Linked DNA regions of Oryctolagus cuniculus: region 2 is linked to region 1. The links are chromatin contacts, called in public Hi-C maps. All regions are on one chromosome and are shown on one strand. The core of a region is the stretch at or near the end of the contact, and the rest is flanking DNA. Distances in the headings are between cores, read along the strand shown.

The links. Hi-C and Micro-C count contacts between places; a contact is called where the count stands out from the background.
Region 2: a Hi-C map of an unstated tissue shows a contact between it and region 1, with 2.3 times the contacts expected there. The contact joins the promoter of VEGFA here to the enhancer-like site in region 1. A contact is called at or near these places in 2 of 6 Hi-C or Micro-C datasets (psoas muscle and an unstated tissue).

The regions. Positions count from the first base shown.
Region 1 is chr5:126,252,802-126,259,514 of mOryCun1.1, reverse strand. No RefSeq gene overlaps it. Among named protein-coding and RNA genes, the nearest start is that of VEGFA, 59 kb to the left of the region's middle. Within about 2 kb of position 5,359, at least 3 of the 8 cell types and tissues checked have an H3K27ac peak or open chromatin away from gene starts, as enhancers often do.
Region 2 is chr5:126,312,634-126,318,770 of mOryCun1.1, reverse strand. It overlaps VEGFA (vascular endothelial growth factor A), which reads left to right and starts at 3,637. Exons shown (of 7, transcript XM_070074064.1): 1 at 3,637-4,794. The coding sequence starts at 4,729.

The DNA.
Region 1 (6,713 bases), core at 4,110-6,609:
CCCGGCTGGCTCTGTCAGCTGAATGAGAGGGTGAGGCCTGGGCGGCTGGCTCTCTCACACCTGAGGCCTGTTAATAATTATCCCTGGGGCGGGCAAGGCCCCAGCAGACAGCACTAATGAGCCTGCTAAGTGACAGCTGCATCCTTTCTCCTCACCTGCTCGGGGAAAACAAGCCCTGGCCAAGGAGCCATTTAACCCTTTTTTGGGCTGGGGGCTCCCTGAGGACAGGCTGCCTCTCTGCCCGTGCCTGGCGCCTTCTCCGTGGTTGGCACAAGGCTTTCTGCTTTTCCAGGGCGGTTGTTCTGTGCCGTGTCAGCTGGGGGTCCGTGCTGTGCGCCAGCACAGTCTGTGATGGTGGGCTTGTTCCCGCACCGCGCCTGGGGAGAGTGGCGGCCACCAGCCCCAGCTGGGTACGGAGCCTTTCGGCTCGGCATCTGCGTCACCGGATGTTACCCATCTAATTTTCATTCGCTGAAATTTAAATAGCCCCACGTGGCTAATGGCTACCACACTCCCCAGCCCACATCTATCAAGTTTCACAAGGAGGGGGCCTTGAGCAGGGTCAGCAAACCAGATCCATTCCACAGAGCGCTGCTCACTGCTGCCTGGCGAGTCCCAGCCCGTGTCCTGGCCCTCTGCCCTGCAGGGCTCCCTTCCCCAAAGGCCCCTGGCCACTGGGGACCCGGAGGAGCAGGGAGCTGGCCAGAAGGCACCTGTCCCTAACAAGGGTCCCCACGATCCAGGCAGCTCTGCCTCCATACCGCATGGCGCTGTCAGTGCCTGAATGAGGGGGACTGATGGAAAACCCCCCTCAGACAACAGGCGGATTTTCCGAGCCGCGCTGGCTGCGCTAGTCTGAGCCTTCGCGAAGGGGAGCTGGGGACAGTGGGGGGGCGGCGCAGGAGTGAGGCCCAGCCCACTCAGCTCCCAGTCGGTCAGCGCTGGAGGCTCCATCAGTATCACTCCCACACCCCCACCCCAACGCGGTGGCTCTGCGATGAGTCCACTCACTTGCTCTCTCTCTCTCTTTTTAATTTATTTGAAAGGCAGAGTTACAGAGAGGCAGAAGCAGAGAGAGAGGTCTTCCATCTGCTGGTTCATTCCCCAAATGACTGCAACAGCCGGAGCTGGGCCAATCCGAAGCCAGGAGCCAGGAGCTTCTTCTGGGTCTCCCATGTGGGTGCAGGGGCCCAAGCACTTGGGCCATCTTCCACTGCCCTCCCAGGCCACAGCAGAGAGCTGGATCAGAAATGGAGCAGTGGGGACTCGAACCGGCGCCCATATGGGATGCTGGCACTGCAGGCGGCGGTTTTACCTGCTATGCTATAGCACCGGCCCCTCACTCTCCTTTTAATAACAAGGACCCCAGTGCCCAGCAAAATCCAACTCTGCCTTTGCGGGGGGTGGCTTCCTTGCCTTCTAGAAATTTCCAGAAGGGACGCTGTGTGGCTCTGCTTCCCTAGAGCTCATTTGTCTGTCACCTTCAGCCCCAGCTCGGCGCTTCCAAGTGGCAAGGTCAAGTGTGTGATTTCCCCGATAAGAAAACTTTGAATCGGAAGCAGAAGCCCCTGAGCACTGGAGCTGGGGGGACCCTGCAGCTCTGTGGTCCCCTCCCCCGCTCACTGCACGTTCCAAGGGCCCTGAGCCCCCCAAGCAGGCAGGGCCAGGCTTAGAGCTGGGGTTGGTGCTCCACGGAGTCCCCACCTGGGCACCCCCACACTATCACCCAGTTCTCCCCGAGAAAACCCCTCCTGAGGACAGAGGAGTGCGTTTCTGGGATGAAACGTTTGGTCTCATCCTGCGGTTTGTTCATTCGTTTAGCCTTTAAGTATCTTCCAGAAAGTGCTGCCTCGCCTGAAGATCAGTGGCCGTGTCTCAGAGGGGGTGAGGCTGACGGTGGGCCTGGCAGGGTGGGGAGCTTCGGACACTGACACCGCAGCAGGGAAGCGGGTGAGGCGCCCCCAGGGGCGGGAGCAGCCGGAGGAAAGCCTGGGGAGCCGCACAAGGGGGGCCCTGTCCCCGCGCTGGGGACAGGAGCCCGGGCATCATTCATCATGCAGGGCAGAGTGCAGCCACTTCCCGCCATGCTGGGGTGTCCACGTCCTGGGAGCCGACTCGCTTTGTTGGGGAGAAGCGGCCAGAGCAGGATGCGTTTGCGGCTCTCCCTGTCCAGGGGGCAGCTGGAGCGTGCCAAGTTTACAATTGCCTAAAGCTCTGTAAACACACTTGGTGAGTGTGTGCTTATATGCGTGTGCACGGGGGTGAGTGTCCTCCGTGTCTGACCAGGACGAGCTGGCCATGACCTCCCTCAGCTGGCGAGACAGGAGAGAAGACGCTGGCGTGGTGGTTGCTGGCTCTCTGGGGCCTGGTGAGCCTGATTGACAGGTGTGGATGACGGGAGCCCACTTCCTGCCGAAGAAGGCTTTGGAGACCCTAGAGATTGGGCATGGGGAGGAGGGAGGGCATTCCAGGCCCGGGACCCGCAGGAGCGGGGAAGGGTGTGTGTGCGAGGGGGTGTGCTCACGAGTGCTCAGATGGTGGTCACACAGCGGGAAAGAAGGGGCGAGCCAAGGGGACGCGGAGCCCAGTGGGCTTAGCCTCTGCTTGCGATACCCAGCATTCCACACTGTCAGAGCCCAGCTTCTGATCCAGCTCCCTGCTAAACGCGCCTGGGAGGCAGCAGGCAACGGTCCACATTCTTGGGTCACCTACCACCCCTGCAGGAGACCCAGATGGGGTTCCTGGCTCCTGGCCTTGGCCTGGTCTGGCTCTGGCTGCTGTGGCCATTTGGAAGTGAACCAGTGGATGGAAGACCCCTCTCTCTTTCTCTCTGACTTGGGGCCGGGACTGTCTGGGAGTATTCTGGCTTTGGGGAAGCCCTTAGGCTTGAGCTGACAGTAGAGCAGGTTGGAAATCCTTTTAAGAAATCACTGATCTAAAAACTCCCGCATCCCCGCCCCCCCCCCCCCCCCCGGCACTGAGTCTGCACTGAGCCCGCCTGGCTCCGTGTTTGTTCTTATTATCGTGAACAACGACGATGCCTGATGAAAAAAACAAACAAACAAAAAAAAACAAAAAAAAAAAAACAGGGTTTTACTGTTGCTGTGACCATTCTGATCAGGCCCTACATGAATGGGACACTAGCTGGCCTTAGGGACAGCCTGTGGTCTCAATCAGGGGTCAGCGGTGGCCAGGCTTAGGGGTCAAGCAGTGGTCAGGGTGGAGCAAGCTTGCGGTCGAGATGAGAGGTCAGCCCTGGTTATGACTGGCCGCCGGTTTGCGGCGGGGGCTCGGGGTCAGATCCTGACCAGGGACTGTTTTCTTTGTGTCACTTGTCTGCCCTGGAAGAAGCTAGCCTCGTTGGGAAATCTGCTGGAGGAGAGACAGGAGTCTGAGGACTCGGAAGACTTGGGGGTTGGCCGGGGTTCTCCGCTGGGAATGGGGGCCACGCTGTGCGAGTCGGTGCCTTCCCGTCAGCCGGCCTCTGCGGGTGAGCAGCCGTGCAGTCCTCCCACCGGACGTGTAACTGAGACACTTGGTGATGGACGTGCCCGCGCCCTTTTCTCCCTCACAGGCCTGGAGGGCAGGTGCTGGCTGGGCAGGTGAGGGAGCCAGTGGCTCCAGGCAGGGGTGGAGAAGGTCCGGCCCGCGGGCCGTATAAGGTCCCTGGAATCACGTGGCCTGGCCCTGCCAAGGCAACCGCAGGTGAGACTCGCAATCCAATACACCTGGAGCAGACCAGATAGTTTAAGTTGACAATTTCATATGGCCCGTGAATGATGTTGTAAATATCCAGTGGCCCCTGGCAGACAAAAGGTTCCTGGCCCGGCACTGTCCCAGGATAACCCCAGCTCGCTACTCCCTAGCATCTCCTGGGCATCCTTGGAAACATACTGATGCCCGATTTCCACTCTGGCAACCCCTGTTCCGAGCTAATGGGTATCAGAGCTTTTTTTTAAAAAAAATCTTTATTTGGGAGAGAGGAGTGCACACGAGAGAGCCCATCCTCTGGTTCACTCCCCAAATGCCCACATCAGCAGCTGGGGCTGGGCCAGGCCCATGCCTGGAGCCGGGGACTCAGTCCAGGTCTCCGGCGTGGTGGCAGGAGCCCACTGCTCTGAGCTCTCGCTGCTGCTTCCTGGGGTGTGCACCAGCAGGAAGCTGGAGCCGGGCGCCAGAACAAAGAATCCAACCCAGGTACTCCGATGCCGTGTCTCAGCCACCGGGCCAAATGCTGGTCCCCAGCAAGGTTTTAGAAAGCTCCCAGGGTGATCCTGGGCAGCCCAGTTTGCACTCCACCGGGTAAAGGGTAGGACGGATGAGACAGCTGAGCTGTGGATGAGGCCGGCCGGGGCCTCCCTGCCGTGCTCAGGCTGTGGGGTCCGCCTGCCGAAGAGTGATGCGGCGGCACAGCAGCGGGAGCCTGCAGGAATAACTTTCTCACCAAATCCTCTCCATGGCTCTGTGTCTTCATCTGTCAAATGGGGCTGATGTCACACCCACCCCACAGGGGCTGCCGGGGGACACACACCTGCCAGAGAGACACTGGGTCGGTGTTGGGGCTACCTTCCTCCTTCCCCCGCTCAGATTCCTACTGAGGATCTGGAGCTAGGGGCTGGACCACATGGCCCCTGGGGCGCCTGGAATCTCTTGGCTCTGATGGGAGTCCTTGGGTGTTACGTCCCCTGTCTTAAATATCAGCTCCCCCAAATGCACTCACATTCGTTTGAGCACATGCTTTGTTTCCATTTCCGAAAATACCATCCCCCTACTACCCTGTGGGTGGGGGATGGGGACTGGGGTTCTGTCCCTTCTGGCTCTTTGCAGGGATGGGTGGGATGTGACGGAAGCTTCTGGAAGTTTCTGCTGGGGGAGGGGAGCAACGCAGCTCCCAGCCAGGTTTCCCACATCTTGGTCCTGTGGGGACCGTGGAGTCTTTTCCTGCGGCCTGTGTGTCTTTAAGGAGCCTGGGGGACTGAGAAAATTCCAACCCATGGGTTCCTTTGAAATGGAAGTGACATCTAGTGGTCTGAGGAAGAACTGCCAAGCTGGGGGGCCCCCAGCCTGGGGGCTGGCTCCTGGGGTCCCTCCCCTGGCAGCCAGGCCCTTCTCTCCCTGGGCCGCCACCCTGCCAAGAGCATTTAAGCCCCAGGCCCCAGGCTCTCTGGGCCAGGGTGACTCTGCTGGCCCAACACCAGGCTGGACCCCCCCTCCCCCCAAGCCCTGCACCTGCCCCGACTCCAGCCAGCCAGGGAGGCCAGGCCGGGGCAGCGAGGAGAGCAGCTGGGCCTGCAGCCCCTGGCTGGCCTGTCAAGTCTCCCCGGGGAGGTGGGCTCCCCGGGGACCCGTGTCCTTTGGTTCCGAGGAGCCCTGTCCTGAGTGCCGCCGCACAGAAGTCGCACAGCTGTGCAGGCCACAATGCTGACTCATCGGAAACCTGTGGCTGCTGCTGTTACGCAATGGCCCGCGGCGCTCGTTGGAGTGAGCAGGCAGAGGGCCCCCGGGGGGACAGGCACCCAGCCGTGGGGGTGGGAGGCTTGGGAACCTGAAGGGAGGGCAGGAGCAGGGCACGGGTCCCAAGCTGCTGCTCTCCAGGGTCCCTGATTTGGGGGGCAACTCAGCCCTGTCCTGAGGAAGCCCCAGTCTGGTCGGGGGGAGACTCAGCCCTGTTCCAGGGAGATCCTGGGTGTGGTGGGTGCAGTAAGGAATGATGTATGTGGCGGGGGTTGGGGGGACCCGGTGACCCTTGAGCCCTTGCAAAGCACCAGTGCAACCAGTGCAGGTGTTTATGGGGTAGCAGAGCCCTGAGGGCGAGCAGTCTAGGAATGAGGTAGCCAGTGCCCCGGGGAGCAACATCTGTGATGATGGCGGGGAAGCCGCTGCCCTCCACGTGTTCAGACCCAAGATTCCCTCAGTGTCTGGTTCAGCACTCGAGGGGCCTTGGCCAGCCTCAGACACCCAGCTGAGTGGCAGTAGGGGCTGAGCAGGTGATGAAGGGCACTGGAGGGCTGCTGGCATCGCGGGGACACTGGTCCTGGCACTCGCCCGTTGTCCTCTGTGCCTGGGTGGTCCTTGCCCTTGGCAGTGCAGAGGACCACTCGGGAGGAAGGAGGACGGCCATGTCCACCCCACCCCGAGGGAGACACAGCTGTGTCGGGCTTGCTCTGTGGTTCTGGAAGCTTCTTCAGGCAAGGATGAGGAGGCGTCTGCTCCAGGGGCTAAGAGGGCTTCAGCGGTGGGCGTTGGGCCTAGTGAGGAAACACGCCCGCGCCCTCCTTGCGAGGGCCTGCATTTGTCTCCTGGCTCCAGCTTCCTGCCAGGGCACCCCCCTTCCCCCGGGAGGCAGCAGATATGGCACAAGTAGCTGGTTCCTGACACTCGTATGGGAGACCTCGATTATGTCCCTGCCTCTTGGCTTCTGTCCCAGCCCAGCACCGGCTGTTGTGAGCATCTGGGGCTCTGCCTGTCTCGCTTTCTCTGTCTCTCAAATTAAAAAAAAAAAAAAAAAAAAAGAGGAAGAAAAAAAAAGCTGTTTCAAGTCAGACTTAAAAGCCGTGCAATGAGCTCACTTTTGAGAGATTCATTTAAAAGATTTATTTATTTATTTGAAAGGCAGAGTTATAGAGAGGGAGACAGATAGACACACACACACACTCACACTCACACACACACACAGATCTTCCATCTGCTGGTTCACTCCCCAAATGACCACA
Region 2 (6,137 bases), core at 2,388-4,887, 61 kb before region 1:
GGGAGGTAACATCCGGTCTTCCTGTCTTTGTATCCATCAGTACCTCTTGTCACTCCAAGTCAAACCTCCAGGTCTACATGGGCTAGCAGACTGGTACTACAGAAAGAGATCTTTGTTCCTTGAGCTCTCTCCCTCTCTCTTTTATTTATTTTATTTGAAAGGCAGAGTGACAGAGAGAGAGTGGGAGAGAGAGAGAGAGATCTTTCATCTAACTGCTGGTTTACTCACCAAATGCCCACAACAGCCAGGGCTGGGCCAGGGAGAAGCCAGAAGCCAGAAGCCAGTAACCCCATCCAGGTCTCACATGGGTGGCAGGGCCCCAAGTACTTGGGCCACCATCTACTGCCTGCTAGGCTCATTAGCCGGAAGCTGGATCAGAAGTGTGGAATAGCCAGGACTCGAACCAGGCACTCCAGTATGGGATGGTGCCACAAGGCCCACCCTTGCTCTGCCTTTCTAGTGCTTGTTGCAAACTCCTATGCTAGGAAAACACCTAGGAACAGTCAGGAGAGAGACAGCGCTGGATCCCCAGCCAGACACAAGGTATGGGTGGGGGAGGGGGGAACCAACCCAACTCTAGGTCAGTGCCCAGCCAGGCCCCTGGGGCAGGGCAGACAGTGAAGGGGAAGGTCTCCTCCCATCACAGAGAATCCACCTGGAGCAACGAGGAGACAGCAGCCAGGCCCACGAGCCTCCCCTGGCCCTTGCTCTGCGCCTTCGTCCATGGGCTTCCAGGTGCCGAGCGGGAGCTTCCCTGAGCTATGGAGGTGACAGGACGCCAGGACAAAGTACAACCATTGTGCCTTGGGCCTGATCACTACTTCCTTTGTCTGGGGCCGCTGCTGGCTCCTGGCTGCCTTTCACACTCTCCTCCGCCCCCTCCCTGTCCCTGTCTCCCCTCCCCCTCCCCCTCCCCGATCACCGTCCCCTTCCTCCTTGGCTCTCTGCTGACTGGCTGCAGAGCCATGGGCCATGGCCGCCCTGGTCCTGAGGCTGGGGCTCCGGGGAGCCTCGCACAGGGACCCCGCGTGATCTGTGTCGGGGCTGTGCCCTGCTCCAGTCCCCCAGCTGGCCCGGTGACCTTGGGCCCTGACCCCTTTCCTGCAGCAGCCTGGGGAGGCAGGACAAGTGGAACTGAATTAGTGCAAGGGGACCAGCCCGGGGAGAAGAGAAGGTGCCACGGAGATGGTGTGGTCTCATCGTGGCTGATTTGTTTCTTTTTGCCTTTTCCGAAGATCCAGATGGTTGGAGGGCATCCCTGGGAGTTGGTGACACCATCCTGGGGCTAGGATCCAGAGTAGACGTCTCTTCTGTGTCACCAACCTAAATGAATAGTAGACCCAGGGGGCTGTCCCCACCCTAATGCAGCTGGCTCAGTACCCCCAGGCTAGGTTGCAATCCCAGTCTTTTACAAAGGGACGTCTGCCACTGGGCAGAGCCCACAGGGGAAGCTCAGAGAAGCTGTTGTAACATTGCTGGGGGTGAGGGGAGGAAGGTGGCAGGCCCTAGGCTGGAGGGGGACCTGGAGCTATGAAGGGACAGTTGATGGCTCCCTGTCCAGGGGACCCCACGCCGCCAGCCTCTCCCTGACCAGGGAGATCTCTGCTGCCCCTCTGGGGCTGAAGACAGTGGAGATGGGAGAGGGCCAGAGGAGGGGCTCCGGGCCCAGGGCCTCCCAGCCTGTGCTCCTGGGTGCTGGGGGCAGACTAGGGGGAAGCAGAATGGCCTCCCTTCCACATCCCACTCAGCAGTCTGCAGCAGGGAGCCCAGGTGAGGCGGCCTGCCTGGAAGGGGGCGGGAGCCAGCAAATAAACATTGACTAACTGTGCAAGGCCTTGTCCCTGCTGCTGGGGGCCGGCCAAGTGGTGGAGACATGCCGGAGCACGAGTGATGGAAAGGTGGGCTGTGGTGGCCGCCAGCTGGCCCACTGGGGGACACCCCTCTGGTGGAATTGGGGCACTAAGGAGGTAATCTAGCACCCCCCACCAAACCACAGTGCTGCGTGCAGAGGGAGGGGGCTGGCTGAGTCACCTCCTTGGGTCGTTTTGGGCAAACCGGGGGCAAAACTGCTGCATTCTCATCCCCACTCCCATCTCCAGTCCTGGCCTCGGCAGAGGCTCCATCGGCCCTGGGCCAGCCCTGGTCAGGGCCTGCTGGGCAGGTAAGGAGACTGGTCCCTCTCTTCCCACAGGTAGCACAGCCCCCAGTCCTCTGCTCCCCGGGGGTGCCTGAGAAGGGCTGGGCCAAAGCCCAACCAGGACTTTTTCCAGGCTGGGTCCTATATGCAAGGGTGGGGTGGGGGGATTTGGGGAGCATGGAGGGAAGATATAAGACAGGGGAGTTGCAGGAGAAGGGGGCTTTGAGTGATGGCCCGGGATGGGGCAGAGACCGGTGAGGCTTCGAGCCTGCAGAAGCAGCCAAGGCAGCCAGAGGGTCTGGGTGGCTGGGGAGAGCCCCCCGTTTTTGCTCAGAAGATGAGCGTGAGCTGGGGCCCGGGCTGATGGAAGCCTTGGCCCCCAGCCTGGTGGGAGCCCAGGGCAGCTGGCCTACAACCGGTCCTTAGTGCGGCAGGGGAGCTTTGAGTCATCACTCAAGTCCTGGCCTCCATCCGCCCCCACCAGCCCCCTGGCCTCAGTTCCCTGGCAACATCTGGGGGGGGGGGTGCAGCAGGAACAAGGGCTTCTGTCTGCCCAGCTGCCTCTCCCTTTGGGCTCTGCCAGACTCTCCAGTGCATACGTGGGCTCCGACAGGTCCTCTTCCCTCTGGGTCAGTGACTAACCGCGGAACCCCACGCTTCCCTGCCTCAGCTCCACAAACTTAGTGCCAAATTCTTCTCCCGGGGGAGCCTCCCTGGACACTTCCCAAAGGACCCCAGGCACCCTAGCCTGCCAGCTGCCAGATAAGGGCTCCAGATGGGGACACTGTCCCCTCTGTGCGCCGTGCAGAGCCCTCTGCCCACGAGGCCTTTCCAGTTCCGAAGACGCAACTGCTCGGGAAGTCAGAAATGGGGGTTGCGGGCGTCAGCCACCCTCCCCTTCCCAAGGCCCATTCGCTCTCGAGCCAGAACAGGGCTGTGCAGGCAGTGGTCACTAGGGGGCGCTCGGCCACCGCCGGGAGCTCGTGAACTTGGGAAAGTCGCGTCTGCGTGAGTGAGAACGCGTGTGTCAACGTGTGTGTTTGTGTGAGCGCGTGTGTAGGGGGCGAGGGTGCTGCGTGGGGAGGAGGCCGGGGGTCACTCCAGGGTTCCAACAGCTCTGGGCCCCTTCCCCACCCGTCCCTGACGGGCTCCCCGCCCGTCCCCCGCCCTCCCCAATATTCCCGGCAAAGAGGCACCAGCTCGCAGCCCTGTCCGCACATAACCTTAGTTTCCTGCTCCCGCCCCCTGGACACCCCGCGAGCGTGCGTGTCTCTAGGCAGAGTTTCAGGGGGGCGCGCGGCAGTTCTCAGGCTGCTAGCCTTGGTGGTGGTGGTTGAGGGGGCGTCGAGCGTTCCCTTCGCCGCGGTGGGCTAGGGGGTCCAAGCTGAGCTGGGTGCCCCCGGGGAAGGCGGTGCCTGCACGGATTCGGCTTGCGCCCGCCTCCCGCCCCTGTCCCCGCCCCCCGGGGCGGGCTCGGGGCGGGGTTGGGCCTATTTTTCAGTCGCCTGGGAGCGGTGAGGAGCGCAGAGGCTTGGGGCAGCCGGGCTGCGAGGAGGCCGCGGCGCAGGGGGAGCGGAGCCGGCGGCAGCGGCGCTCGGTCGGGAGGCGCAGCGGCGAGGCACACGGTCCCGCGGACGCACCGGCCAGGGCCCCCGCGCTGGATTTCCATACTCATTTAGCTGGGGTTTACCCCTCCTCGTTTCTTCTGAAACCTTAAAAAAAAAAAAAAAGACTGAATTGTTTCCCCGTTGTAATTGATTTTTGCTTCCCGTTGCCCACTGAAGACGGGCAGACGGTTCGGGGAGACTGCTCTTTAACTCCCCCCAGTCACTTCGGATTTTGGAAACGCGCAGAGGAGGAGCGAGGTGGCAAGAGCTCCGGAGAGAAGTCGAGGAAGACAGACGGGGTTGGAGAGCGCGCGCAGGCGGGCGAGCAGCGAGAGGGACCGGGGCAAAGTGAGTGACCTGCTTTCAGGGGGGTGACCGCCGGAGCGCGGCGCAAGCTCTCCCCCCTCGGGACCCCGCGCAGGAGCAGCCGCGCTGACGGACAGACAGACAGACACCGCCCCCAGCCCCAGCGCCCACCTCCTCCCCGGCCGGCGGCCCACGGTGGACGCGGCGGCGAGCGGCGGGCAGCAGCCGGAGCCCGCGCCCGAAGGCGGGGTGGAGGGGGTCGGGGCTCGCGGCATTGCACTGAAACTTTTCGTCCAACTTCTGGGCTGTTCTCGCTCCGGAGGAGTCGTGGTCCGCGCCGGGGGAGCCGAGCCGAGCGGAGCCGCGAGAAGTGTTAGCTCGGGCCGGGAGGAGCCGCCACCGCCGCCGCCGGAGGAGGAGGGGGAGGAGGAAGGAGAGAAGGAAGAGGAGAGGGGGCCGCGGTGGCGACTCGGCGCCGGGGAGCCGGGCTCATGGACGGGTGAGGCGGCCGTGTGCGCAGACAGTGCTCCAGCCGCGCGCGCGCCCCAGGCCCTGGCCCGGGCCTCGGCTCCGGGAGCAAGAGGAGCTCGCGGAGGCGCCGAGGAGAGCGGGCCGTCCCGCAGCCCGAGCAGGAGAGGGAGCGCGAGCCGCGCCGGCCCCGGCCGGGCCTCCGAAACCATGAACTTTCTGCTTTCTTGGGTGCATTGGAGCCTTGCCTTGCTGCTCTACCTCCACCATGCCAAGGTAAGCGGCCGTGCCCGCCTGGCGCCGCGGGCCGCTGCGAGCGCCTCTCCCGGCTGGGGGAACGTGCGTGCGTGCGAGCGCGCGCGTGGGGGACTCGGTGCCCCCACTCGGGTCCGTGGGCACCGGCGCGCGGCATCCCCCTCTGCCGTCGTACGTGGAGGGGGAGGGGGCGCGCGCTAGGTGGGAGGGCACCGGGGGTAGGCTCACCGCCCACGCGGGCCCTGCCCACCCACCGGAGTCGCCGCACGTACGATCTGGGCCGACTAGCCGAGGGCGGGAGTCGGAGGAGGAGGCCGAGGGGGCTGGGCTTGCGCTGCCGCTGGCGGCTGAAGTTTGCTCCCGGCTGCTGGTCCCCAGCGAACTGGAAGTCCGGGCAGCGGGGGCGGGAGCCAGGGCCCAGTGGGCAGGGTGGGGGGTGCTCGGACCTTGGACCCGGGAGGGCAGAGAGCGTGGAGGGGGCAGGGCGCAGGCGAGGGAGCGGGCGCGCTGCTGTCAGTGCCACTCGGTCTCTTCGGCCCTCGCCGCGAGTTGGGGAAAAGTTTTCGGGTGGATTGTTGTGGGGACCCCCCTCCCTGCCGGCCACCTGCGCCGCGCCACCCCCGCCCGTCCCCGCTCGCGTCCCGCTCGGTGCCCGCCCGCCCTCCCCCGCCCGGCCGGGCGCGCGCGGCGCGGAGCCGATTACATCAGCCCGGGCCTGGCCGGCCTCGTGTTCCCGGAGCCGCGGCTGCCCGAGCCGGGAGCCCCGGACGGCGAGCGGCGCCCCTCCCCCGCGCCGGCCGGCCGGGGGAAGGTGACCTCTCGAGGTAGCCACAGCCCGGGGACCCGGAGGGCCATCCCCACCCCTTCCCGCCGTCTCCAGCCCCTACCCGGGCCGTGTTCTAGGACGCCCCCTCCCCCTTTTCCAGTTTCCTCCCTCGGTGGAGAAGTCTCTGCCACCCCTTGCTCTGGTACTCCTCCCTGCTGGGAAGACCCATCCGAGGCTCCAGAGTCCAGGGAAGGGACGGTCACGGCCACAAGTCGGGGTGCGGGAGCCATCCGGGTGCTTTGTCCGCACTAAGGAGCTGCCCACTTGGTGACAGTGTGCCTCTCGCTTCCCCGGAGGTTCCGAATGAGCCATGCTTTAGCTTCTGTGGGGGAGATCTTGGAGAGTGGCTTCACCCCACTTTACCCTTTTTGGAAAAAAAATGACATGGGCGGCATAGGAGCAGCCCTTCCAGAACCCTTGGGAGCAAGCTCTCCTGCCAGCCCTGCACTCAGGCTGCAAACGTCCGGGCCAAACAGGGTGTTGGAGCAGGTGGTTTTTTGGAACTCCAGACTTGCCCACCCGACTCGCCTCCCAAGGC